Linked DNA regions of Mus musculus: regions 1, 2 and 4 are each linked to region 3. The links are chromatin contacts, called in public HiChIP or PLAC-seq and promoter capture Hi-C maps. All regions are on one chromosome and are shown on one strand. Each heading gives the region's core, a stretch centred on a gene start, on an enhancer-like site or on the middle of the called end of the contact. The rest is flanking DNA. Distances are from core to core; before and after follow the strand shown.

Region 1 (6,784 bases), core at 1,249-3,748, 2.9 Mb after region 3:
CTTGTTACGTGTGCTTCTCTCACTGTGTGGCAAAGACACTCTCTGGTGCCAGTGTGGAGAAGTGAGGACGCAGCTCAGGACCCTCTGTGTCTGTTTGTTCCCAAGCGATGATGTCTGAAACTATAAACTAGCCTGTTGGCTTTGCATTTCCCAGGGAAGCCGTGCTATCGTGCTATCGGCTTTGGTGGTGGTGGTGGGGTATCTACCTGCTTTAACCGAAACTGTCAGAGCATGTGCGTCATGCCTGTTCTGTTAGTGTCAGGAGCCACAGCCCACATGCCGTCAAATAGAAGTTGCTTGCTAGATAGCAGTGTGTGGCTCTGTTGATGTGTCATTAGTGTGCACTTAGCTGGTGTGTGTTTGTCTCCTGCAAGCGGTTTAGCCGGTGCATGCTTACAGTATCTGACACAGCCCCAAGTCACTGAATAAACAAATTCCAGCCCTGCGCTGCTACGTGGAGGATCTGTCTTATTGCAGGAAGTATGCCTTCTTGGACTAACCACCACTGGGCAGGCCCACTTTCACTCTCGGTCCAGGCCCGCCTTTCTCAGGCAGAAGTCCAGAGCTCTGTGCCTACACAAACCCTGCTAGAGCCCAGGCGCAGACTCCAGACACAATTGTGACTCTACACAGTTGTGCCCTGTAAGGATCCTGTGGCCAACCATTCGGCTTTCCTGAAGACTGTCCTGGCACTACTTGGGATGCCCACTCCCAAGAGGCCCTATTTCCTCTTCCCATTTCACAGAAGAGGAAACTGAGGTCCAGAGGAGAGTAGAATAGCTAGCCTAGGAGTGTAAACGGATTAAGAGGGAAGCCAGAGCAGTCCCCTTAATCTTCTCAACCTGGCTGTCTTCCTTAGCGCCTCCTCCTACTCCCAAATCCTTCTCAGCCCAAAGCCCAGGCTTCCTTTACTGGCCCAAATCTGGGGTGAGCAAGGGGGTTAGGCTTAGACAATCTGTCTACCCGAAATACCATGTAGTTTGGGGTTCTTAGTTGGAAGAATGTCCTGTGACTTGAGTTTAGGTTTTTCTGGCGACATTGGGGGAAGCCTAGCGCAGCGCAGTCTCGCAGTCGGGGCTGGGAGCCAAAGGAAAGTGCCGCCGAAGCTCGGCAGGTGACGGGTGGAGGCATCTTTTAACGTCACCTCCAGTCCTATCTCACTCACTCTCAACTCTCCCTACTGCCTCCCCGCCCCCATGTTCTTCCCCCAGGCAATCCATCCTCTTACAGACAAAGAAACCGCAGCCTCAGCCTCTCACCATTTTACCAACACCACCATCTCTCTCATTGTTACCAGGTAACAATTTCAGGAAGCCTAACACTCCTTGGCTGCTCCAGCCTGTCACTCATCCCGGGTCTGAAACCTCTCTTTGGGCCCCAGAGTTTTCCAATTTTCCTGGAATGTCCTGGCAATGCAGGTCCTGGTGCAACTCGTTGCTAGAAACTATGTAGAAGAAAAGGACCCCGCGGCAAGTCAGCATGGAGGGCCTCATTCACAGGGTCCCTGGTCTTCTCCCTTTCAGTCCACGCCCCTCTAGAATTGGCACAGTCGCCAGCTTCCAGCCTGAGGCAAAGATCGCTAGGTAGATCAAACATTAACTTTCCATTTGGATCCAGCTCGGTGCTACCCGGACTGAGGGCTCAGGGACCCTCGGGCGACCAGGGCTGCGGACCCCCACCTCCCGCCACAGTTCTCCTTCGTGCACCTCCCCCTCTGGGCCAGCCCAGGCCCCATCTTTTCCTTCCCCCGCCCCGCACCTGTTCACCTCCGCCCGCCAGGGCCCCATCCCGCGGCCAAGGAAAAAGTTGCAAACAGAACTCCTGGCACTTCAGTCACCGCCCTTCGCTCGGGTCTCCTGGGGTGTGCAAACGAGGCTCGGCGCCCCCTTCTCAGCCCGAAGTTCTCCGATCCTTTTTGAAGTCACCCAAAACGTGCCCCTCCAGTTCTCGCTGCGCCTGCAGCTCCCCGGGCCTAGCGCACATCCCGAACCCCCAGACTCCTAAATGTCCTCCCCTGGGTTTGTGTCTCTCCTTGCTCTTTCTCTGCTCCGCGCAAGCTGCCCAGGAGCGCACCCAACCCGTCCACAGTGACTTGCAACAGTCGCGCGCCTTAGGGGACTCTGTACGATCCCCTCCAGACCTGGCCATGCACATGCCCATCCTAAAGTGGCCAGCAAGTAGCCGGGGGACCCCCTGCCGGGCAACTCCTCCCCAGTCCCGTGTCCCCTGACCCGCGCGCTCCCTTCGGGCACAGGGCCGGCACGCCCACCAAGCCCATAGCTGGGGGAGTCTTGCCTCCGTGGCCCGGGGGCTGCGTTGCAAACTCTGCAGCCTCACCGTCTTCTTCCGGGACACCATCTTCTCCAGCTTTTTGGCGATCCTCAACAGCTCCTCTTCCAGGCCCATGTTGGTCCACAACGCACGGCGGGGTTAGGGGCGCAGGGCAGCAGCGGGCGCCAAGGCGCGAGCCGCAAGGGCCGCAAACACACCGGACACTCGAGCCGGGAGGGGGCGGGGCGCGCCCCTCCCATCGCTGGGGGGAGGGGTGGCGGGCACTAAATATAGACTTCAAGGACTGCCCGGGCAAAGATTGCCTGAGCCTGGCGGGTCGTGCCTCAGGGGGTGTGTAAGTGGGAGGGGAGGACCAATCTGGAAGAAGGGGCTCTTCTCTTCCAACTCTCCTAGGGGTGCCCCAGGCTCCAGGGAGATTCGAGCATGAGGGTTCGGGGGTGATGAGTGTCAGCATAGCAGTGGGAAGTACAGAGCTGCCGGGTCTCAGCATCACTGCGCTCCCAGAGGGAGCTATGCCCAAGCTGGGAAAGTTGGTGAATTCATCGCATCTTGGTGCAGATTTTGACGTCAGCTCTGCCCTAACTTAGGTAGGCTCCTTGGTGCGCCCAAGGCCTGTGCCGTACACGTACTCGCGAGGTATACTCAGAGCCCTTTGCCGGCCAGTCTTTATTTTTTCTAACAACCTCTCAAAGGGGTATCGGGACCACGCTCCGAAAGACTAAGTTTTGGGTGATTCCGGTACACAGGGGGTGGGCTTGGAAGAGTAATTTGGGGTGGAGGGAATAACTCTGCCTCCCACTCTCGGCTCGCGAGCGGTAATTCCAAGAATTCGCTGAAGACCTAGTTCCCCTCCTGACAGAAAATGACCTTTCTGCGAGGGTCTCTGATTTGAAGCGGGGCAGAAGAGGGCTCACAGTGTGTGAAGGAACTTTCTGAGATAACCTCAGAGAAACAAGTCTGGAGCCTGTTGTGGACACCTGTCTCCCAACTGCTGCAGTGTGATGACGGTCAAGGTTTTTTGTTTTTTGTTTTTTTTTTTTTTTCATTCGACAAACGGTATCCAGTCAACTAGCAAGAAAAATCTCAGGGGCGGCAGGCTGGGCAGAATAACCATTAAAGAGGACTGTATTCCTCACAGCTGGGGTGGGGAGAGGAGGGAGAGAGGGCAAGTGTAAGGCCCAGCTGGGGCCTCATCCCCGTCCCAAGAAGTGAAATTTATTGCCTCAAAAGGCAGAATGGAAGTTTGGGGGAGGGGGAGGTCTGTGTAGTCGGTCAGGCCGCAAGCGGTTATTCTATTTACTGAGCTCCTACTGTGTTCCAGGTATTTCTAGCGTCCTGAGCCAGACGGCTCTCCTGGAGCACTCAGAGAACAAAGCTTGGGGATCACTGACATGTCAGCAGGGGGTGGGGAGGTGAGGAGGTGGCCGGGGGAGGAGCTGAAAAGTCCTTGGCTATAGCGGAGTGTTGTGGAGAGGTCCGGGATGGGTCCGGAAGGGCGGGGCCTTAACACCATGTGGCCAAAGCCAGGTTTTTCTTCAGTGGAGCTTCTGGGAGGCCTCTTGGCCAAAAGAAGCTTGAAGGACCCTAAGAAAACGCGTCAGACTTTATTATGCAAATAGAAGAGTCAATCTCAGGAAGTGGGAGGCCGCCTCCTCGGTACAGCCAGCATTTGCTGGTACCCATTGTATCCCTTCTGCCCACCTGTCCAAGAGAGAGGTCACCTGCACACAAAGATGCACACAACTGTCTTATTTCCCTGTGAGCTTTGGGGGGGGGGGGCAGACAGGGAACTGATACCCTCAGAGGGGTTTCACCATCGGTGGTAAACACCCCATTCTTTACTCTCAAAGGGACAGCGCAAAGGTATTTGCTAACTCACTATGGCCCTGCCTCAGTCCCCAGAATGCTGGAATTACAGATGTGTGCAGCTGTGCCAGCGTCTTTTATGCTTGTGTGTGTGTGTGTGTGTGTGTGTACTCGGCAGGAGGCAGGCAGCCAGAGACTGGTGGTGGTCTCAATTGCTAGCCTCCTTATGTTTTGAGACAGGGTCTCTCACTGAACCTGGAGCTGCCCAGCAGGCTTCCGGGATCCTCCAGGGTCTGCTTCCACAGAGCCAGGAGTCTGGGAGGACACTGTGTACTTAGCTCTTGGCATAAGCCCTGCAGATTCGAACTCAAATCCTCAACCTTGCGTGTTGTATGGCAAGCACTTTCCCAACAGCCTTCTTCTCTGTCCTTCACTGCTGACAAACCTTTTCTGTTTCATTTCTCCCCTTGTTATGCATTCAGGGCTCACCTCACAAACTCCATTACCCAACTCATCATCTCAGGGCAACCAAGAGGGGGTGTGGTCGGGACCATGGGTGAGCCACGAATCAGGTCCTCAGGCTCTGGCCCAGTGTGCTTTTCCTGCACACCAGGGGTTCTGAGCCTGGCTGCTGACAACATTTTGGATTGGCTAGTTCATTGCTGTGAGGATAAACCATACCATGTGGGTATGGGTTTTTTTTTTGTTTTGTTTTTTGTTTTTTTGTGAGACAGGGTTTCTCTGTGTAGCCCTGACTGTCCTGGAACTTACTCTGTAGACCAGGCTGGCCTCGAACTCAAAAATCTGCTTGCCTCTGCCTCCCGAGTGCTGCAATTAAAGGTGTGTGCCACCACGCCCGGCTCATGTGGGTGTGTTTTGAGTGTGTTTTCTTCCTTCCTGGTGTGGCAATGTGGAAGGGTGAGTGAGCCTTTAAGGGGCAGCGCCTAGTGGAAGGCAATTATGTGAGGGGCTCTGCCTCTAGGGAGTGAGTTCTTACAGAAGTGAGATTCTATAAATAAAGCAAATTGCGATTACTGCACATAAGTGCTTGCTTTCTCCTCTTTTGTGATGTTGTGACAGACGGGGCCTTTTACAGGGCATTCATGGCATGCTGTTTGGACTTTCCAATCACCAGAACCCTAAGCCAAAGAAAACTCTTTACTGTAGAAAGCACCCAGCCTCTATCGTTCCGTTACAACGACACAAGACAGATTAAGAGATGCTGTAAGGAGGATGCTGAGGGCACCCTGAGCTCAGCGATGCCCCCTCCAGTCCTTGCCTCACCAAATGTCTCCTGTGGCAAAACTCCCTGTTGTTCTCTGACCACTACTCTTTACCAACCTGGCCAGGGAAAGCATCCCAAGTCCCAAGAGTCTCCCAGGGGAATTCGTCCCTTCCCCCAGGAATCCTTTGATAAGTAAAACAGTAAGAATGAGATGAACACAAGTTGACCTGGGGCTCAGAAACAATCCTGTTTTAGGACCAAGGACCACAGCAGCCTCCAGAGTGCACAGTTCAATTCCTAGCCACACTGCTGGCTACTCACTTGGTGCCCTCTGGCCTCCCCTGTTCGGCTTGGCCCACCCCTGCAGGCCCCACCACCAAGGAGGTGTGAAACAGAGCTGTCCATGGTTGTTGGTGGTCTGGCTTTGTAATTGGACTAAGCGATGGTGGGATTTCTGGCCCTAGAAAGCAGACTTTTGAAGTTTCTCTTATCTTCCCAGCGCCTTTCTCCTTTCCTGATCCCTCGTTCCCCCAGGCTTCTGAATTCATCGAGAGAAAAGTGAGAGAAATGAGATAGGTCAACCCAGACCATCCTTTTCCTTTCTGTGAAATCAAGGCAGGTGAGTCATATTCTACTTCCAGACGGAGGGACACAGTACAGACCCCAGGGAGGGTAAGGCTGCCCTCTAATGGAGCATACTTTAGACTGGGAGTCACAGGCCTTGGCCACCGGAACTGGGCTGTAACAACTGCAGTGACCAGACAGGAGACCAGCTGAGGTCAGTCCCGGCCCTGAGCTCAGAGCCATCCCTCTGCAACCTAGCTCTGCTCCTTCCGAGTCAGTTCTTGAGCCCAGCTTTCCAGTGAGGATCCGCACCTGCGGGATGTGTGTCCTATTCATGTGGCATCCATAGTACCCAGCAAAGGTCTGGACATAAAGCTGGACTTCGCTAAAGAAAGTCACCAGATTGATAAGTGGCCACGAGACAGCACCTGGGCATGAATGATGAGAACGGGTCCCACGCTGGTAGGGAGAAACACAATCCTAATATAGTAGGTATTGAGAGTTGTGTAACTTAACTCAACCCAGACATTGTCAGATCTAACTCCAGGGCTGCCTGGCTCAGGACGTCAGCCCCAACACAGAAGGGCCAGTGTCCTTGGCAGGGTCATGGTTCCCATAAGGAATGTGAGCTCCCAGATCTGCGGTCTCAAGTCCCAGCTCTGAATGTTGGGGTCCAGTGTGAGCCATGCAGAGGGGTCAGCAAGGAGCTAGTCGTGCAAGAGTTGCAGGGAATCCGGGAGAACCCCGATCTTTGAGCCATCTCCTTCCACGAGGCCAACCTGGGTGAAGAAGGATGAAGCTGCCAGTTAAAGCTTCTTTTGCATCTTCTCTGGGAAACGGCTACAGTCAGGCTCGAACTCACACAGTCCTGGACTAAGCAGGAAGGTGGCACCAAGC
Region 2 (6,990 bases), core at 1,348-3,847, 2.2 Mb before region 3:
ACTTTAAAGCTTTCCCATAATGCAATACCCCCCTTGCCACCTCCCTGCTAACCTCATCCCTCTTTAGCCAAGATCAGCTTACACCTAAAAAGGGGGGGAAGACCGGAGACTCTGGATACAAACGAGCAAGGGACAGGGAGGAGGACAAGGCCCTTGCTGAACTGAGAAACCCAGCCTTCTCCTGCCACTCTAACTCCCACCCATCCCAGTGACTCTAGAGTCAGTGACAAGCAGTTCTGGCTGGATGAAACAGCTAGATGTGTGGGCAGACCCTCTGTGCAGAGGGCCCTGGCTGACCAATATTGGGCCTCTCTCACCCTCTCTGTAAGGAAGGACAGGGCAGTGAGGTGGGCCAGCAGGTAAAGGCGCTTTGTCTGCTGTCACTTGTGAGTTCCATCCCAGAACTCACATGGTAGAAGGAGAGAGAACCAAGTCCTCCCGCAAGTTTGAGCTCCACACTTGTGCATTGGCTTTCACACACACACACACACACACACACACACACACACACACACACACACACACACACACACACAAGAAAAAAGTCAAGGGCACTGCAGGAGGTAAGTTCAGCAGCTGTCGAGGACCTAACCGATTCCCCTGGTTTTCGGAACCCAGCAGAAAACAGAAGAGGAGGCTGCACAGCTGTGTCAAGGCTGGAGAGGACACGGATCATATCTGTCCTCAACTCCCCCTAGGGAAGTGCAACCAACTAGGTCACGACCCCACTCCCAACACACACATCCCAACCCCTCACACAGACACAGTGTTCCTGAGGAGTGCGGAGCTTAGACAAGAATTTTCCACAACCACGAGCGATATGCACCCTTTTTTCTCCTCGATCCCATGCAGAACGGGATTAATCGCAAAGGCTGGGGCGAGGCTGACAGATGCACCCAGAGGCACAAGTACAAGATTGTTTGAGGCTTCCCTGGTGGGGGCTCGGGGCGGTGGTCAGGAGCCCCGGGGCGGGGGTCAGGAGCCCGCACAGCAAAGCAAGCAGACGTCTAATCCTCAACTCCGTGGCAGCCCAGGAAGGCCTCTAGCAGTCCCAGCTGTCTTTCCCTGCTCCCCAACCACAGTACCCAGGAAGAGGGAGCCACAAGCTGGATCAGGGAGGGGAGTTAGGATCTCAGAATCCCTGCCCTGTTCACACCTTGGCAAAAGCAACTTTGGCCCTTCCTCGAGACAGGGCCAGGATCTAACACCCCGTTTACCCCTAACTCTCCACCCTTCAAGAGCTCCAGTCTGGCCTTTTACCCTCCCAACGTGGAAGGCGAAAAGAATAAGGAAACTTCTCACCCCAAAGGGTTCCTCTGCGCTTCACCCCCCGACCCCTAGCTGGAGTCGGCAGAAGACTTGCTATGCCCAAAAGCAGAGAAAAGTTTTTGCTGTGGGAAACGGAAGCCAGCTAGCTCCGGCTGGGTAGACAGGAAGATCCTCGGCCAAGGGCAGGGCAGGAATTCCCACCCTCTCGGAGACCCTAGCTGAGGGACAACGCCCCCAAGCACACCCCCGGCTGCGGCCTTGAGCAAAGGCAACCTGTGCGGGCCCCCTCACCTTGCGTGGCTCCAAGACGCTGGGGCGGGGGCAGGTGATTCACTCCCCCACCTCCAGGTGCCTGGGCTCCCCGTGGCCCCGAGATGACGGCTCCACACCGCGGGAAGCCGCAACCCCACCTGCCGCATTTCCTCCTTCTGAGTCACCCCTTGCTCAGAACACTTGACTTTGGGACTTCCTGTACTCGCTCCCAGCCCTTAACCTGTCTCCCGAACCTGGGAGGGCAGCTTGGGAAGGAGGGAAGGTGTGAGTGGCCGGGGCTGACCCCAGGCGCTCCCAATGCTGGCCCAAAGGACCCCAGTGAAAAATCGGATGGGGCGTAGAGAGACTCTTTTGCTTGGTGCAGGGCACCGAGAGGACCCCTCCCCAAAAAGCAGGGCCTGCATCCAAATGCCTTCCGCGAGAAATCGGGGCAGATGATGAGTTAAGTGAACTCGGGTTACTAAGAGGCTGATCGCCGGGAAAACCCTACTGAGCGTCCTTTCCTCTGAGGGACCGAGAGCGCCCTGCGGGGGTCCCGCTCCAGAAGCCGCCACAGGGCTGAAACCGCGTGGCGGGCGCCGCGTCCCCCTTCCCGCGGCCTCCGAGCCCTGCGCGCCCCAGCCGAGATCCCTTAGTTCCAGAGAACCTAGGATCTCAGGGTATGGATCCCCAAGATCGTTCCGGACCGCAGCCCGCGCGCTCTGCCTAACCTTGCGCACTGAGACCCAGCAGCCATAAGTCAGTTTCCAAAGGTGCGTCCCAGAGAGGAGGCTGGGGCGCCCGGGGTCCCATGTCCCGGAGTCCCTGCTAGGCTGCGGCCACCGACCGCGTAGACACTCACCTTCCTTTCCCTGTGCCGCCGCGGCCGCCAGCGCGCAACCCCACAGCAGCGCCAGGCAGAAACCGACTGCCCGGAGCTCCATGCCGCACCCCTCGCTCCCCGCGATCCCTGCTGTCCGCACGCCGGTCTCGGTGCCCCAATCCTGCCCGCCCGCCGACAGAGACAACTTCTACCCTCCTGCTCCAAGTCCTTAATGGAAGTTGGGTGAGAACCCGCTCCTGTTCATTCATGCCCTGCGCTGACGTCACCGAAACCACGCCCTCAGGAATGTCTTTAAAGGGGCCGGACTGACACCCTGACTAGAGGGCGGGGAAGCCAGAGGGAAGTTGGGGTTGGGGGGGAGGTCAGGAATTTGGGGAGGATTGAGGGGGCCAGTGCGTGGGCCTTCGTGTGCAAACCTTGAGGAGATTTCTCATTTCAAAGCGCCACCAGGGTTAGTGTCCAAATATGTGGAATGAATTTGTGCCTACTCTCCCCTTTTGCCCTTGGGCTTCAAGATGTGAATTGTAAATCTGAGAAGTAGAAGCTTCCGTAGCAAAGGGCCTCAAAAAACCAAAAAATAGAAAAAGAAAAAGAACAAGAACAAGAACTCCTGATAACACACACACACACACACACACACACACACAAACACACATACACACTTGCTCCTGAGTCCCCCAGAAGATATGCCACACCCAGGAAGGTCCTCTAAGCTGTGTACCAAGAGTAGTGCCTCTGGGAACATGTCAGACATGCAGGTGTCTTCACTTTAGAGTGGAGGGCTTAAGATAAGGTTCCAAGGTACCCTAGGATACCCAAAGGCTGCACAACTCAACAGTCACAGACAAGTCACAGGACTTGAAGCTGGGCCCTGACCTGCTTTAACCACTTCCATTTGGGGACCCAGCACACACCCTCATGGGTAACTCTTGACCTCTGCCTCTGAACTCCAACAGAACACCCTTGTCCCCTGATCCCTGGGTGACAGAATGAGATTACGTTTTGATACCTTGGGGATGTCTGCCTCCTACCCACCCTTCCTCTGCCAAGGTTCCTCAAATCTGAGTTCATCTCTTCTCTTGGCGTCTAGAGTCAGTGAAACAAACGGATGTGAAGTGAACCAGGCAGCCAGTCCAGTCACCCACAACTGCCTGTTGCTCTGTTACCATTTGGCCAGTGGAAAGGGAACAGCTGTAGCAGGCTTGGTTCTCCGTGGACCTTTCTGCCCACCTCCTAGTCCCTGGCCTTCCTCTCTGTGACTCCCCAGTCCCTGGTCATCCTGGCCCATATTATACAACTCTGGTACCAGGTGCTCCTCCTGGGGTCCTACCCACCAGCTTGGCCTTGGCGCCTGTTTCTGAGAAACGGGTTCAGACATTTCCCCTGGAGGGGGAGAGAAAGGGTTAATTATAGGTGTTGGGGTTAATTAAAGCCTTTGATCAGGGATGGATGATGGGAGAGAAGGCTATGTCTTCTGAGAAGGAGAGTGGCTGGACATGTATGTGTGAGCATGTTTGGATGAAGTACCGGAGCATCTGAGCTGGGTCATAAGGGTTAGTGTATGGGAATCCGTGAGCGACTTGTGTGTTATATCGAGCGTGGACGTGTTGATGTGTATGCAAGTGTGTGCTCCAGTGTGAGAGGACCTGTGTGTACCTGAGTGTGCCACAGGCCTCTCAGCAGCGGGGAGCACAGAGGAGGGGGCAGCAGTCAAAGTCTGGACAAATCAGTCTGCTCCTCTGAGCCTCCCCGTGCTCCCTGGGGACACTAGGGACCTACTTGGAAAAAGCCCGCTGTGAAGATCAAATAAGGTCGCGCATGGAAACCGCACAGACTGGGACTCAGACCCTCGAGTCAAATCTCAGCTGTTATTACGGTTACATGCGGTTCAACAAGAGGAAATCACATCTGGGGAGGCAGGGACTGTGGTGTGCCAAGCAAGGTCCTGCGGACAGGCACGTGCACGTGTATCGAGATGAGTGGAACATGTGTGCAGTGTACACATGGTATGGGTAAGTGTTCTGTTGGATACGCTAGGCTGGGGACCTTGTGGTTTGTGTTGATTTCCTGTCAGTTCCTTTTGTTTTGTTTTGACTTTTTTTTCTTGGTATGTGTGTGTTTGTTGGGTGCCTATGAGGCCAGAAGACTGCATGGGATCCCCTGGAGTTGGAGTTACAGGCAGACAGTGATGAGCCACCGATGTATGTACTTGAAACTGAATTCAAGTTCACCAAAGAACAGGAAACACTCTCAGCTACTGAGCCCTCTCCCCAGCCCCTGGATCTGACTGTTGACAAGGTCTCTAGCCAACCGACTGACTGACCGACAGAGGCAAGGCTAGCCTTGAATTCCTGATCCTCCCCCAACCCCGCCTCCCTTGGTACGAGGCTTACAGGTGTGCACCACCATATCCAGCTCCGTCCATTGTCTGTAACACCTTATATACGTCTGACGTGATATTTACAGGTTCTGTATTTTGGGTATTTGAATACTAGAAAACATATTGTGGGCCAGGGCATCATGGTGCAGAACTTTGATCCCAGCACTGCAGAGGCAGAAGCAGACAGAGTGATGGGAGGTTAAGGCCAGCCTGGTCTATAGAGAGAGGGATGGCCAGGGCTAAATCATGAGACCCTGTGAGAGAGAGAGAGAGAGAGAGAGAGAGAGAGAGAGAGAGAGAGAGAGGAAGGAAGGAAGAAAGAAAGTAAGTAAGTAAGAAAGAAAGGAAGGAGAGGTTTGTAGAAGACAGACAGTACCCATCCAGCATCCAGATATTCATCAGAAAACTTTTTAAAAAGATGTATTTATTTTTATTTATATGAGTACACTATAGCTGTCTTCAGACACACACCAGAAAAGTACATTGGATCCCATTCATTACAGATGGCTGTGAGCTACCATGTGGCTGCTGGGATTTGAACTCAGGACCTCTGGAAGAGCAGTCAGTGCTCTTAACCACTGAGCCATCTCTCCAGCCTCCATCAGGAAACTTCTGTTGAATGAATGAAGGGTTAGTGATTGGGGTGTTGGCCAGGTCTCCCAATACTAGTTTCTGTGTACCGCTGGAGGTTTCTCTTTGTGTCATGTATGGACTTTATGCATAGCCCAAAGACTCCACCCTCCCTAGATGCCAGGATGCTGTCAGGCCTCCATGTTAGGGCCATATGCTGAGATGTGTGCTGGGGTCTGGGCCGAGCACAGGCTGTGTTGTAGCCTGCCCGTCTACAGCAGGCACCATGGCCAGAGGCTGGGCTGAGGAAGAGGTTTATGCAGTGGCAGGAGGCGGTCTCTTTAGTCACCCACTCACTCGCTGGCACACCCTTCCCCTCTCCTAACTGGCTCTGGGTGACTGATGCTAAGGGGGAAAGGTCCCTAGTGAGTCTCATAAATTGGCCCTGGAATGTGGTATTTATTGCAGCGTAATCGGTTGTAATGCAGATGGAATTACCCAGTAAAGGCCCCAAGGAGCCCTGGGGGCCTAAGTTGCTACTACAGCGGGCCAGCCTTCCAGGATGGGCAGGTGGAACCAGAGAGAGAGAGCCTGCCAGCTCACCTGCTGGCTCAGGTGCCCACCTTGGCTAGGCTCTGCTTCAGGCTGGGCACAGGCGGACCACCCACAAGAATGTTGACGCCTCCGTTTCTCTACCCAGCTTTGATCTGCATCTGCCTTTGGTCAAGAGCCAGATGCAATCAAATAGGATGACGATTGGAGCTATCTGGGACCGAAGGGCTTACTACTACGGGCCAGGCTCAGTACTAAGATTTTGTCGTGCTGACGTCCACCTTATGAGTGCATGTGGAAGAAGTGAGCTCGGGGAGGTGGAAGACTGGATCTCAGCCAGCTCGGACCCAGCAGATACCCTTCTCCTGCCTCTGAATCCCACAGCCCCTCCACCTGGAATGACGGATCTGCTCTCTGCAACCAGAACTTCCAGGTCGCTGAAATGACTGTCCCTCAGTGCCTTCCGGGGACAGGTCGTTTCCTAAGCCTCTGAGTCCTCCTGAAACAATGAAGATCTTCAACTGGGCCAAAGGAACTCTTTCTCAGATTCCTGAACCTCTAACTGTCTCCTGAGGCAGGAGTTAAATATGACGCATATGCATCCCTGAGTCCAAGAGAAAAGTGACTGCATACAGGAGTCATTTCACAAACGCTCATGGTTTAATTTTGTTTTAAGACAGGGTTTCTCTGTGTAGCCCAGGATGTCCTGGAACTCTCTCTGAGACCAGGCTGGCCTCCAACTCTGAGATCTGCCTGCTTCTGCCTTCTGAGTCTAGGATTAAAGACATGCACCCCACCCGCCTCTACCTAGCTTCTTTTTTATTTTTGAGACAGTGTCTTGCTAAGTCCCCCAAGCAAGCCTTTAAGCTCTTGATGTTTGTTCTTCAGTCTCTCTAGCGATGGCTACAGGAGTTAGTCAACACACCCAAGGACATTCCTGCCTGCACACTGACCAAGCTGTGCCCTTTCTACTTGGACAGGTCCTACCCATTTGGCAAGAAAGACCTATCTTAATGAAACACTAGAAAATGGAGACCTGAAGTGCAGAGGGAACCCAAGACAGATTTAGTTTGTTGAACGGACGGATGGATAAAAAGGGAGGAACGGATGTAAGATGAGTGGA
Region 3 (6,516 bases), core at 3,051-5,550:
TAAGCAAATAAGATGGGTAGTGGTGACAAATGTCTTTAATCTCAGCACCCAGGAGGCAAAGGCAGGCAGATCTCTGAGTTGGAGGCCAGTCTGGTCTTCAGAGTGAGTTCTAGGACAGCCAGGGTTAAACAAAGAAACCCTATTTTGAAAAACAAACACCAAAGCAAACATATAAAAATAAATGTTTTATGTGTGTGTTCAACAAATACATATGCATATTATTATACTGTGTATATATACAATATACACGTTATTGTACTGTGTATGCTATTGTGTGTATGTACAATATACACATGTATGTTATTGTGTGTGTGCACAATATACAAATGTATGTTATTGTTATGTGTGTATTTACAATATACATATGCATGTTATTGTGTGTATGTACAATATACACACGTTTTTGTATGTGTGTGCACAATATACAAAGGTATGTTATTATATGTGTGTGTACAATATACACATGTATGTTATTGTATGTGTGTTTACAGTATACATATGCATGTTATTGTATGCTGATTCTTCTGTTCTCCCACTTTTTTTTTTCAGTTTATGGAGGCATGGTCTCATGGAGTCTAGGTTGGCCTTTAACTCACTACGCAATGAAGGTGAACTTGAGCTGGAGCCTTCCTGCCCTCCTCCACAGCTAAGATTAAGGTGCACCACCAAACCCATCTTAAGGTTTTCTTTTTAATTAATTAATAACTTCTGGCAATGCTGAAGGAGGAATGCAGGATCTCCTACATGTTATCTAGGCACTACATCAATTTAGCTACAACCCCAGCCCCCTGCCCGCCCCAACTTCTGTTTTCTTTGTTAAATTAGAGGCTGTGTATGCACACACGTGTGCCGTGACACACCCTTGGAGATGAGAGGACAACAGGCTGAGGCCCAGGAGATGGTACTCAGGTAGGTGTCTGGCTTGGTGGCCTTCATTGCCTAGTTGTCTCAGTAGCCTAAATGTGCACTTAGGGAGGGCCATACCAGGCTGGATGCGGAGCGATCAGAGAACTTCGGGGAGTCAACTCTTGGCTGAACTGTAATGACTGATGTAAGGTACATTTGAGGGTAAGGGTAAAATTATTGTAGATTGAGGGAGAGTACAGCCAGGGGCATCTGCAAAAGGACTGAACCAGTCCATGAGAGAAGAGAGGTGTGTGTGTGTGTGTGTGTGTGTGTGTGTGTGTGTGTGTGTGTGTGTGTGCAAGAGAGACACGAGAACCAAGAGACAGATACTCAGTAGAAGGGCCAAGAGAGCACAAGGCTGAAACAGCTGGGTTGTATAGGGAAAGCAGCAGAGGGATTTGGGCTTAGCTCAGGGTGAGTGCCAGGAGTATGGAGGGGCCTTCTGTGGGAGACTTAGGCGAGGCTCAGTACGATGAAGGCTTTCCTCCACGGTGGTCCTTGAGGAGACAGTCCTTGCTTGTTCAAACTGTTTGTTCATGGTGGAAATGGATGCATACAACTTAGTCAGGGTGAACTAAAGATTACATACCCTTTGCAGGAAGGGATGACCCTGGGGACCCATCTAGATACCTCAATAGCATGGAGAACTCTGGGTTTCTATGTTACCTGACCAGTTGTCACTGTCCTGTTAGAGGGGTATTATGGTCACGTGCTCCGGGACAGGAACTGGGTTGGGAACAGACTCAAATGCCTACTGTTCCCAATTATAAGAATTGCTGGGGTCTTAATCTGCCAGATGTTACCAGTTTTTCTGTCTGGTGACAGGGTTTCACTTGCACCACATGTCACCACACCTGGGGCCATACTTTTTTTCATTTCATTTTATTTTTATTTTTGGGACCATATTCTTGATCATATATTCTTTTTTTTTAAAGATTTATTTATTTATATGTAAGTACACTGTAGCTGTCTTCAGACACTCTAGAAGAGGGAGTCAGATCTTGTTACAAATGGTTGTGAGCCACCATGTGGTTGCTGAGATTTGAACTCCGGACCTTCGGAAGAGCAGTTGGGTGCTCTTACCCACTGAGCCATCTCAACAGCCCGATCATATATTCTTGAGGGTGTGTTCTGAAGAGCAAGTATGCCAAGCCAGGAAGTACACTTTGTTTTTATCCTAACTCCATTGGCTGAAGTCTGACCTCACAGTCTTCTGTGATTGGCTAGCTTTAAATGATTGCAGAAAAGGGAAATGCAGGACCAGGGAAGGAAGGGCTGACCTCTTCAATTCTGAGACTGCAAACAAATTTTATAAGGTCGGGGATGGGAGTGGTGAAAACATTGGCATAAAACTTTTCAAAGTCGGGAGAGATTGAAAAAATTCCCTGTGGGGCTGGTGAGATGGCTCAGTGGTTAAGAGCACCGACTGCGCTTCCAAAGGTCCTGAGTTCAAATCCCAGCAACCACATGGTGGCTCACAACCATCTGTAATGAGATCTGACACCCTCTTCTGGAGTGTCTGAAGACAGCTACAGTGTGCTTACATATAATAAATAAATAAATATATTTTTTAAATTCCCTGTAAACATAAGTTTTACATTGTTTGATAGGAAGGACTAATAGTTAATGCCTCTCAGACACTAGTATGGGTGGGATAGACATTTCATCTGAAACAATACATAATAGAGGTTAGATGGAGGTGTGAGAATCCGCATTCTAAACAGGCAGGGAAAGGTGAGGGCTGGAGGAAACCATCAGAATCAGGGAGGGTGGTGTCTTGCAGGTATGAGTAGCCAGAGAGACAGACGTCCAGGAAGCAGGGACAAATGCAGTTTAAAACGAGATAGAGAGAGAGAGAGGTATTTGAGTAGTGAGAAGTTTGGTTTCTTTGAAAAACACAGAAATAAGACTTGGCTTTTGTCTTAATCCCAGGTGTGGGATGTAGGGCTGCTTCAGACTGTCCACAGCGCTGACGTGGCCTCGAGCTCTACCAGGGGTGTGATTCTGCCAGCTGCAGATGGTTTCTGCGACTGTGTGACGTTTGGATCCTGGGGACTTTCCAAAGGGTCTATAAATGCTAGGGCCTCAAGGGGCAGGTTGTTGGTGGGTTGCTGCTGGTTAAGTAGTAAAGTGGGAAGAAACAATAAGAAACTAGCTATTCTGCTGGAGAAGATCAAGCTTGCTCCAAGGAACTCAATGCCCCTCATCAGCAGGAAACAGTCTAATGATAACGTCACCTGTTGCCCTATCCTTTCTTATCGCCTATCTAGTGTTAGGGGGTTGAGTGGGTGGAAGAAAAGAAGTATCTATAAAGTAACACTGGTTGCGCTTTAGGGCTGTTTAGGTCACTCGGCAAGTAATAGCACTGCCTCTAAGTCTGGTGATCTGCGTTCAGTCCCTGGCACCCACAGGGTGGAGGGGCACCCACTCCCACTAGCTGTCCTCTGACTCCCACATGTGCCATTATAGGGCATGCGCAGGCACCCACACACTCTGTATAAAATGCAGCAGGGTGGGGGGTTGTTTTTAAATCCATTTGAATGGAAGTCGTTCATGCTCAAATAAATACTCCCCGACTGTGGCCATGCAGACAACCCTAATTAAACTGTGGATGGAGTGGTGCACATCTTTGATCTCAGCCCTACAAGGCAGAGACAGGTAGATCTCTTAATTCAAGGCCAGCCTGCTCTACAGAGCCAGGTCCAGGACAGCCAGGGCTACACAGAGAATCCCTGTCTCTGAAAAACAAAACAAAACAAAACAGAGACAATCAGAGAAACAGAAAACAAAACCAAACCCTCATATAACATGCCGGGCAGTGGTGGCACATGCCTCTAATCCCAGCACTTGGGAGGCAGAAGCAGGGGTTTTCTGAGTTCAAGGCCAGTCTGGTCTACAGAGTGAGTTCCAGGACAGCCAGGGCTACACAGAGAGACCCTGCCTCAAAAAAAAAAAAAAACAAAAACAAAAACAAAGTATATAACATATATATATATATATATATACACACACACACACACACACATTATTTTATTTGTTATATGTTTTATTATATATAATATAGATATATAATATACGTATATTTTATATATATACATGTATACATATACATACACACATATATACACATACACACATGAGGAAGATGGGGTTCAGTAGGTATAAAATGGAGGATGAAAGAGGGCAACAGTAGAACGGGAGGAGGGCAATGGCCAAAATAATTATGTACAAATATGAAAAACCCAGGAAAGACAAGGCCTTCTGTACTCTGGATGTAGTCAGTCTTCGCTTCCCTTCCGCTATCTCCAAGGTCAGGGTCACCTCCGGCTCCCAGGCAACCTGTCACCTTGACGACCGAGCGAAGAAAAGCCGGAAGCCAGGGACGACGTATGTGATCCCGCGATATTTGGCGCGCCGGCTCCGGCCGGAAGCTTATGGTGGCGGCCGGCTCTCGCGAGACTTGCCATCAGTAGGAGCGCGGGGGCCGGCCGTGAAGAGTGCTGGAGTTGCCAGTGAGGAACATGTCGGAGTCCGAGCTGGGCAGAAAGTGGGACCGGTGCATGGCCGACACGGTCGTGAAGCTAGGTGAGCTCATCTGCCTCTGGTAGGCCCTGGGCTGGAGCCGAGCGGCCCGCGCGCGGACGGGAAGCCGCAGGGGTCAAGCCGCGGCCTGCTGCTGTCTGGACGGCGGGGCGCGCTGAGCTGCGGGGCGCTGACAGGTGACGACTGTCAAGCGGGGCGGCGAGGGCGACGAGGGCGACGAGGGCGGCGAGGACAACGGGCCGAAGGGCGCGGGAGTTTCCGAGGTGGCTGGAGGTGCAGGCCCGGGGAAGCAGCGGTGCTCCGGGAGTGGGAAGGCGTGCGGGACGCGCCGGGAAACTCTGTCACTCCATGCCCCATGTCCCCCGGGTTAGGCGAGCAGCCGGCCGGAGCGCAGACGGCTCCCCAGCCGGGAGCAAGCGGCCTTCGGAAGAAGGTCATAGAAGAAGGCGCTTAACCGCCTCCGTCGGGCCGCGCTGGCAATTGCGGTCGTGCCCGGCCTCATTGATCCGAACCCGCCTCGGGTCTGCAGTTGGAGCCGGGGGTTATTCTCCGGAAGAATGGCCGCAGTCAGATAGATCGCGGCCACCGCCGGCCCCCTCGGTAGTCCAGGTTGTCTCTTTGGACACGCGTCCTGTGACGACACACTTTGTGAGGTCACGGGGTCGGGGAAGGAGGCTCGGGGGGCGGGGGTGTCCCATATAATAGTGATGGTGATGCAGATGTTAGGCGCGCTGCTCGCCACGGTAGCTCGGAAATGACCTGTCTCGTCGTGAGTTGGAGCTCGGTGAAGGAGCTTGCCTGAAATCGCGTTGCTGATAATGTGGCATAGTTGAGAATCCCTCCCCCCCCAGGATTTCTTCCTTGGGGTTCTCAGGCTCTCTGCTGATCCTCGTCCACTCCATCTTTCTCTTGTTGATTGTCTGCAGCTATTGGTGTGTAGGCCAGAGATCGATGATGAGTGGCTTCCCTCCCTCAGTAGCTCTTTGCCCTATTTATTGAGACAGTGCCTCACTATGGAGACCTGGCTGGCCAGGAAAACTATGTCAGCCAAGTTAGCCCTGAACTCAGACACTCTCTGCTGGATTTAAAGGTGTGCACCACTACACAGGACTCTCACAGGAACTGGAGCGCATCAGTTTGCCTAAACTGGCTGCCCATTGAGTTTTGATCGGCCTTCTCCCCCTCCCCAGCATTTTTTCATGGGTGTTGAGGATTTGAGCTCAAGTCTTTTTTTTTTTTATGCCAGGGGCTTTATTATCCACTGAGCTGTCTCTCCAATTCCTCCGACTCTTTCTTCTATACTAACATTTATTGTTGAAACTTAGATCCCATTCTCTCCCCCCCGCCCCCCCCCCGTTTTTGAAACTGGTACTCCTGCATAGTCTTGAACCAACAGATCTGCCAGCCTCGGCCTCACAAGTGAAGCGAGTGAAGGTGTGTGCTGTCACACATAGGTTCATATTTTATACTTCTTGCATGGAAATTATTTACGAGAACTTAGGATTATATCCTTAGATGAATATTATCAGGAAAGAATGAAATCGTGAGCTCATGGAAAGTAGATATGTTTTCTGTTTTTGTTTTTTCCCACCGTTTCCTAAGCCCCAGAAGACTGAGTGTAGACATCATTCAGGATGAATTCATACATGATGAATTGATCCATTACTTTTGACTCCCAGATTCAGCCAAGAACATGAGGGGCAAGTTGGCTAACACCCCTGAGCCTGTGTTTCTCCGTTTAAATAGTAACTATTGTTAACTTAGAGTGGTTCGGATGGTTAAATAGGCTGGCTTGCTGTTAGAAATGGATTGTTCTGGAAGTGGCCAAAGATATTGCTATACTTAATGTGTATGGGTGACTTGGCTGCATGTATGTCTGTACATCATGTACATGTCTGCTGCTGGAAGAGATCAGAAGAGGGTGTTGGATTGGCTAGAGCTGAACTTAGGATAGTTGTGGACTTGAACCTGGGTCCTCTGCAAGAGCAACTAGTGCCCTTAAGCACTTAGCTCTCTCTAGTCCTAGTCCAAATTGTTTTTAATGGTTTGCAATTTGAAAAAGGATTT
Region 4 (7,050 bases), core at 2,477-4,976, 2.7 Mb before region 3:
TGGCATGTCGTAGTTCCCTACATTCTGTTGCTTTGTCATCTTAGGCAAACCATTCCACTTTCCCAGGCTTTGCTTCCCGCTGACAGGGCTGAATCTAACAGCATTTGCCCTGCAGAACTGAGGGAGGGAGGGAGGGGTATGCTTCGTGCAATACAGATGTGTGCAGGCCCGAGGCCTGACAGTCAGCTTCCCCACACCTCCTGTCTGACATGGTAATTTAAGACACCCACCAGAAGCCAAAGGCCAACCCTGAGCAACAGCCCCACCCAACCCCCCAGAAAAACTGAGAGAAACAAGAAGAATACAAATCAGACTCTTGCTTTTCAGATGGGCTGTCAAAATTACATCTCCTATAGACTGACTGGAAATGTCTGCTCATCCCCTATGAGCCTTCATTAAGACAAATACCACAATTAAATTCTGAGTCTCAATCTGAGCTGTACCCAAGTCACACGCCAATAACCTCAGTGTACACACCCACCAGACATTCTCTTGATACTCACAGACATCATGAGCTCCGCCAGAACCAATGTCCACGGGCCTGGGTGTTTCTGGTCTGAGAACCTCTGGCTTGAGCCGAGCAGGCCAGAGCTCTTCTGGCCCCAGCACCACTGGGGTGAGGTTTCCCACGGCAGGCTGTGACGGGTCCAGCTTCACTACTCTCTGCTCCTTTGCTGTGAGTCCCATTGGTCCCAGGACCACAGGCACCAGGTGGTCTAGGGGTTTAACAGCCTCTGGATCCTGCTTGGCTGCTTGCCGACCGCTTTGCAAGAGTGAAGCCAGGGTGCCTTGGCCTGTGTCCTCTAAGCAGGAGATGAAGAGAGGAAGGGCCTGCCTCCCTCGGGTCTCAAGGTCTGTGACCAGCTGCCTGGCCTGATCCCGCCGAGACCCAGATCCTGCCTGCTGTTTGGATAGAAAACCAGACACTCATTATCCAGGGACTTCCATGTGGCCCTTAACCTACTTCCCATTTCTCACCTAGCCTCTGCCTCCTGAGTCCTGGCTTCCAGGTGTGTGTCACCACCCCTGGAACAAGCAACAGTCTGTCACTGCCAACACTAGGTTGGAAACTGCTCTGACCACACTTAGCTGAAGGAAATCAGAGGCTGCTGGCGCCTCCCTGGGCAGTTCAGCTTCTGATCCCCCTTAATATGCCTGTGGTAGGTGGGCAGAACCTAATCCAGCAGTGCCCTGAGTTCATGTCCCTCTGCAAAGCAGAAAGATACCTACTGTGGGTGTCCAGTGCTGTGCTAAGTGCTAATTAGCCCTACTAAAAGTAGCAAAAACAGTGGTCAGTAGTTTACACAAGGTACTTAAATTTTTCTCAGTTTGTTTCTAGCATTAAAATAAGAGAACTGGATATAGAAATCAAGATCTCCAGCATTTTTGTTTTTGAGAAAAGTTAAGTTTCTCTTTTGTATGAGGGGAAAGCTTTCATATTTGGGGGGGGGGGGGCGCAGGAATTCTCAAGTAGCCAAGACTGGCCTTCAACTTCCTACATAGCAGAGGATGACCTTTGAACTTCTGACTCTCCTGCCTCCAGAGTCACCAGGCTTGGTTTATGTTGGGGATTGGACTCAGAGATTCATGCATGCTAGACAAGCACTGTACCAAACAAGCTATACATCAGGCTTCGTGTTCTGATTTTGCTTTTAAGTATTTAAGTATGCATGTATGTATGTATGTATGTGTGTATATGTATGTACGTGTGTATGTATCTTTCTATCTGAGTCTGTATGTGGCAACTGTGTGTGCATGGTACCAGTGGAGGCCAGAAAAGGGTGTCAGAACACCTGGAACTGGAGTCAATAGTTGTGAGTTACCACATGGGTTCTGAAAACTGAAATCAATGCTCTTATCCACAGAGGCAGCTCTCAGTCCTTAGTTTTGGCTTCTGAAGACTCCATCTCAGGTAGCCAGGCTGGCCTCAAACTCTGCATGTAGCCAAGGATGCCCTGGGAACACCTGATCCTCCTGCCTCTACCTCCTGAGTGCTTGGATTCCAGATGTATGCCGGCACCCCTGGATCAAACTGCTCCTTTCAAACAATCTGCCACTGCCAACACAAGGGCAGAACTGTTTTGACCACACTTGGCTGGAGAAGGGAGCAAGACAGTGGCTGCTGGTGCCACTCTGGGCAGTTCAGCTCCTGATCCCCCTTAATATGCCTTCTGGAAGGCTAGGACTTTCCCTTCAAACCACTTTTCTTGATCAGTATGGGCCCATCCAAATGTGTTCCTGAGCCTACTTTTGTTATTATTTGGCAGCTAACCACATGACTCTACACCACTTTCTTCTATCTCCTTCACTGGACCAAGCCACGTTCCAATACAGATGCTGGAGACAGCCTTGTAGACAGTCCCCCAGGGCCTGGCACTCATATCCTCTCAGAAAGAAATATTCCCTTTTCAGACCTGTGGTGAGGCATCAACTGGAACAAAGATGCTAAAGTGGTTTTTTTTTTCTCTTTTTAGAGTCCTTTAAGAGTTTTTACTCTGTATCTTCCAATAGAAGATGCATTTATGCATACAGCTATCCTGTTTTCTCTGTAATTTTCATACTCATCTTTAGACTTTGAACAAGTTGACCTTTTCCCTTGTGTAATACAGAATTTTATCAAGCTAAAATTGAACTCTAGTACAATGAAAATAATACTGCCACCATTATATTTTGATCCAGAATAATTCCACTCACACAGTAATCCATATAGCGTAGAAATTCAATACACCCCTTTACACAAGCCATCAACATTGTGACTCATGCTCTAGGTTTAAGTGGGCGAAAGTGGATTAAAAAAAATCAAATGTTTGATTTTATTCTTCTGCATTACCTGCATCAAATTCCTTCTTTTCTGAACTCCTTTATAAAACATGCACTTGATAAAAGCCCAGCCAAAAAAGACAGATCCTGATTCTATGTCCTTGTCCTAGGACAGGATGACCACCGTTCCATTTCACAGCCCTAGAAACTGAGATTCAAAAACGGGAAGTGACTGGTACAATGTGCCAGTATAAGGCTAAAGTGGGTGTCTAGGGCCCTTATACTAGAGAAGAGAAAAATCATAAAAGTTCAAACGGTGCAGATTACAGACCGCTTTTAACAAACACTCCACAAAAGAGGAGCATGGGTTCTTCTATTTTATTCTTGTGGCGAACTAAGAGGGCAGTACTGGGGAAGGTTTTAAAAATGGAGTTCCCACACCATGGTTTCCCAGGGCGTGGATTGCACAGGGTGCAAAGCGGAAAAAAAGGGCAGGAGCTCCGTAGTGGCTTCAGAGAACCTCTCAGCGACCTCCCAGTCCCTATCTGCGCCGCGGGAAAAAGAGGGCGGACACAAGGAGGCGGGGCGCACCTGAATATCCTCGATCATGTCGCGCGTGAAGAGCTCTCGACTCAGCAGAGCGTCCCAGAGCTCCGCGACTTGCAGCTCGCTCACTAGGCGCACCCTGCATCGCCGCAGGAGCTGCCGGTCCGCCTCGTCCATGGCGAGCCGATTGCGGGACCCCGGGTTCTGTCCGCTTCCGGCCCTCGGGTTCCGCCCCGGCGCCCACGCCCCGCCCCCACATAGCGCCTCCAGGGATCCCGCTCCGGCCAGCGGTCACCCGGTCCACTGGGCTCCGCTCCGCCCCGCCCCGCCCCGCCCCGCGGCCTGTGACTCGCGCTCACTGGGCTCCACCTCCGCAATCAAAACAGCTCCCACGGCCGCTCACCCCACCACCAGCCCCCAACACCTCCCTCAACGCCGCGCTCTCAGGCCCCGCCCCTTCGCCACGCCCTACGACCGCGCTGCTTCGCCACGCCCACTGGCGCTGCATTCAAGCTCCGCCCCATCACTTCGCCGTACGGACTAAGACCTGCCTCACATGATAACGCTTCTCCCCTAGGACTCGCCCCTCCTCGCCTCGTAGACCAGCAATCCCGCCCTACCGAGTTCCTTCGCCCCGCCCCGAAGCCCTCCTTTGCATCCCAGACTCTCCCCTAGGGTTCCAGGCCTTGTGGTTGCCTTGCTATCTTGCTCCCATTTGCTGGTTCTGCTTAGCGGTAGTTGTAACTTTTCCCCTCGCATGGCGATTGCTCTACCAAAATTCACAATGACCCTACTTCTACAGATACTCAAAGGATCACGAGAGAAAAGGGAAGAAAACCACGCCTAGACATTTGTCCTAGATCTTTCAAGTCCCTTGCTGGCTGTGGCTTTCTAACGCTGCGGCTAGTAAACCTCTTGCTGCCTGCTGTTTCAGGGCTATCGTGCCCTCAATCTAACCAAGCTCATTGGTTAGATCTCGCTCTCTTTCCCTCCTCAGCACCTCCCCCAGAGAAACTGCCAGGAATCTAATCCTATGTTCTCTCAGTTTTGTACCACTTATTTCCACGACTTAAAAAGTAATTGAAATAACTGGAGAGATGGCTCAGCGGTTAAGAACACCAACTGCTATTCTGAAGGTCATGAGTTCAAATCCCAGCAACCACATGGTGGTTCAACAACCATCTGTATTGAGAAATGACACCCTCTTCTGATGTCTGAAGACAGCTACAGTGTACTTACATGTAATAAATAAATAAATCTTTAAAAAAAGTAATTGAACAAGGTCTGAAGAGATGGATGGTTCAGGGTAAAGAGGACCAGCTGTTCTTCCAGAGGTCCTGAGTTCAAATCCCAGCCACCACATAGTGGTTTACAACCATCTGTAATGGGATCTGATTCCCTCTGTGCATGAAGACAGAGTGCTCATATATGCATTAACTAATTAAACACATTTTTAAAAAAGTAATTGGGCATTGTGCTAGCCCCTTACGCTATTCTCTCTGCTAGCCTTATGCCACATTCCTGACAGGGATATAGTTATTCCTTGATGACAGCTGTAGACATGTGTCAGGGATCTCACAGCGTGACCAGAACCAGAATAGACTCATAGCCAAGAATCCACCTTGGAATATGTCAAACGATAATATTACACTTGTTTCCTGATTTGGGCATCAGTCAACATTTCCTTCCATAAAATAGGATGTACACTCGGGAGGAGCAGCTGAGGTGAATTTACAAACAGGAAATCTGGGGAGAGCAGTAATGAGAAACTCAAAGGGGGTTAGTTGCCCCAAAGTAAAGGAGATTCACCACGTTGGCTAAAACTGGCTTGTTTGGGGATTTGGCAGTTATCCCTGCCACCTGATTTCTCAGACTGTTAAATAACCTAGTTTCAGCTTGGTAAAAATAAACATGAGTGAGTGCAAATTGGTCTGCTGGTGCCAGTGCAGAAAATCAATCCAAAACACAGGTATAGTATAGGTCACTCGAGCAGCAAAGCCTTAGGCACAGACCAATATTCAGCTCTGCGACAGCGCATTCGCCTAGCATGCACGAGAGGCGGGGGGGGGGGGGGGGATGACGATGATAGGCTTTAGCTTCATTTTTTATTTATTTTGCAACTAACTATTCAAATATTTACTGGCAGCTTGTACAAACCAAGGTCTGTGCAGACAGTGATACAATGCTGAACAAGAAAAGTGTGAGACTCTACCTGCAGGAGCTTACCTGAAAGAGCTCTACCTGAAAGAGCCCAAAGAACAACGATATACACTAAATGTATAGAAGAGAGAGCCAGGCATGGTAGTGCAGACTTTTAATCCCGGCACTCTTTGAGGAGGCAGAGGCAGGCAGATCTCCTGAGTTTGAGACCACCCTGATTCACCTAGTAAGTTCCAGGCCAGCGAGGATTACACGGTGAGACCCTGTCTCAAAAGCAAACAACAAAAACAGCATGCTAGGTAAGTGTTTTAGAAACCGATTACATAAGAACTCACTCAACACGAGGCATGGAATAGAAAATACATCAAGAGCCCTTGGTCACGGGCGCAAAAAAAAAAAAAAAAAATGTCAGCCTTATTCACCACGCCCTCTTCCCTCGGTTCTTTTGTTTGTTTGTTTGTTTGTTTGTTTGCTTGTTTGTTTGTTTTTTCAAGACAGGGTTTCTCTGTACAGTCCTGGCTGTCCTGGAACTCACTTTGTAGACCAGGCTGGCCTCGAACTCAAATATCCACCTGCCTCTGCCTCCCAAGTGCTGGGATTAAAGGCGTGCGCAACCACGCCCGTCTTTCCCTCAGTTCTTGTCCAAATTCCAGTCTAGAACATCCTTGGGTTGATGTACTGAATTTGGAGCCTTGGATTCTAAGCTTCGGGCAAGTCTTTGGCCCTCTCCGAACTTCAGTATATGAAGAGGTTGAACTAGGAAGAATCCCTAAGGTCGCCTCAAACGCTGACGCTCTAGGATTCTATGAATAGGGTCAAAGTGAACTGGGACCAGCGACTGCGTCCCCGTCCTAGCAACAGTTGCTAGATGTGGGCCATCTTCTGGCAACCAGTGGAAACCCCTCCCCGGTTCCGGGAGGTCTTCCTGGTATCCCGTGATGCATAGCGACTCCGCCTCGCTAGAAGGCACGTTCTGGCCTCGCTAGTCAAGAGCAAGCTTTCAGACCCAGCCAGAGAGCGCTCTCCGTTCCTATAGCAACTGCGCCAGATCCAGGTGCCTACGGTGACCGTCAAGGCCAAAATAGGTTCATCGCGTGTGCGGCCTAAACCGGTCTGTGCGCGCGTCGCAGGCGTGGGGTCTTTAAGTGACACGTGACTGCCCCGGGCCTGGGCCCCGCCTCCTTCCCCTCCCCAGGTTCTCTGGTGTGGACTGGAAGCGCCGGCCCCGGCGGATTCACTGGAGCACGGACGCTGCGGCCGGTTGGGCCGGTGCCCTTTCCCGGTAACTCCTTCCCGGCTTGACGCGCGAGCGTGGCGGGGCCTTGCAAGCTGGGGGATCTCCCGTCAGATCCTCCGCGTCCTCAGCCCGCGCTGGGCCCCGGGGGGCCCCGGGAGCCGACAGGAACCGGGGCGGCGGGGGAGGGGGCCGCCTCCCGGAAGGTCGTAACCCGGGCGGGCGCCCGAGTCGGGACTTGGTCCTGCGGAGCGTCTGGGGAGCCTCCGCCGCCTGCGCTTGGGGACGCCGAGGGCTACCTGTTGGCCAGCGCGTCCCCAATCCTGTGGCCGGCCCCCTGGAGCTGGAGA

What was found. Promoter capture Hi-C pulls out the DNA fragments that hold promoters and counts their contacts. HiChIP or PLAC-seq counts read pairs in DNA pulled down with a chosen protein or histone mark.
Region 1: a promoter capture Hi-C map of liver shows a contact between it and region 3, with 2.4 times the contacts expected there. The contact joins the promoter of Tcea3 here to the promoter of Micos10 in region 3.
Region 2: a contact with region 3 is called in an H3K27ac HiChIP or PLAC-seq map of large pre-B cells, with 3 times the contacts expected there. The contact joins the promoter of Epha2 here to the promoter of Micos10 in region 3.
Region 4: a contact with region 3 is called in a promoter capture Hi-C map of pre-B cells, with 2.6 times the contacts expected there. The contact joins the promoter of Casp9 here to the promoter of Micos10 in region 3. A contact is called at or near these places in 1 of 39 promoter capture datasets (pre-B cells) and 1 of 484 Hi-C or Micro-C datasets (CD8 T cells).

The regions. Positions count from the first base shown.
Region 1 is chr4:136,243,671-136,250,454 of GRCm38.p6, reverse strand. It overlaps Tcea3 (transcription elongation factor A (SII), 3), which reads right to left and starts at 2,498. Exons shown (of 11, transcript NM_011542.2): 1 at 2,338-2,498. The coding sequence starts at 2,406. Asap3 (ArfGAP with SH3 domain, ankyrin repeat and PH domain 3) reads right to left here. Exons shown (of 25, transcript NM_001008232.2): 25 at 3,882-6,666. The coding sequence ends at 6,595.
Region 2 is chr4:141,296,828-141,303,817 of GRCm38.p6, reverse strand. It overlaps Epha2 (Eph receptor A2), which reads right to left and starts at 2,597. Exons shown (of 17, transcript NM_010139.3): 1 at 2,384-2,597. The coding sequence starts at 2,465.
Region 3 is chr4:139,128,897-139,135,412 of GRCm38.p6, reverse strand. It overlaps Micos10 (mitochondrial contact site and cristae organizing system subunit 10), which reads left to right and starts at 4,300. Exons shown (of 4, transcript NM_001163006.2): 1 at 4,300-4,491. The coding sequence starts at 4,428. It overlaps Gm33304 (a long non-coding RNA gene), which reads left to right. Exons shown (of 6, transcript XR_001784468.1): 5 at 550-657; 6 at 826-1,304.
Region 4 is chr4:141,790,288-141,797,337 of GRCm38.p6, reverse strand. It overlaps Casp9 (caspase 9), which reads right to left and starts at 3,726. Exons shown (of 9, transcript NM_015733.5): 1 at 3,352-3,726; 2 at 504-903. The coding sequence starts at 3,483. Dnajc16 (DnaJ heat shock protein family (Hsp40) member C16) reads left to right here and starts at 6,694. Exons shown (of 15, transcript NM_172338.2): 1 at 6,694-6,748.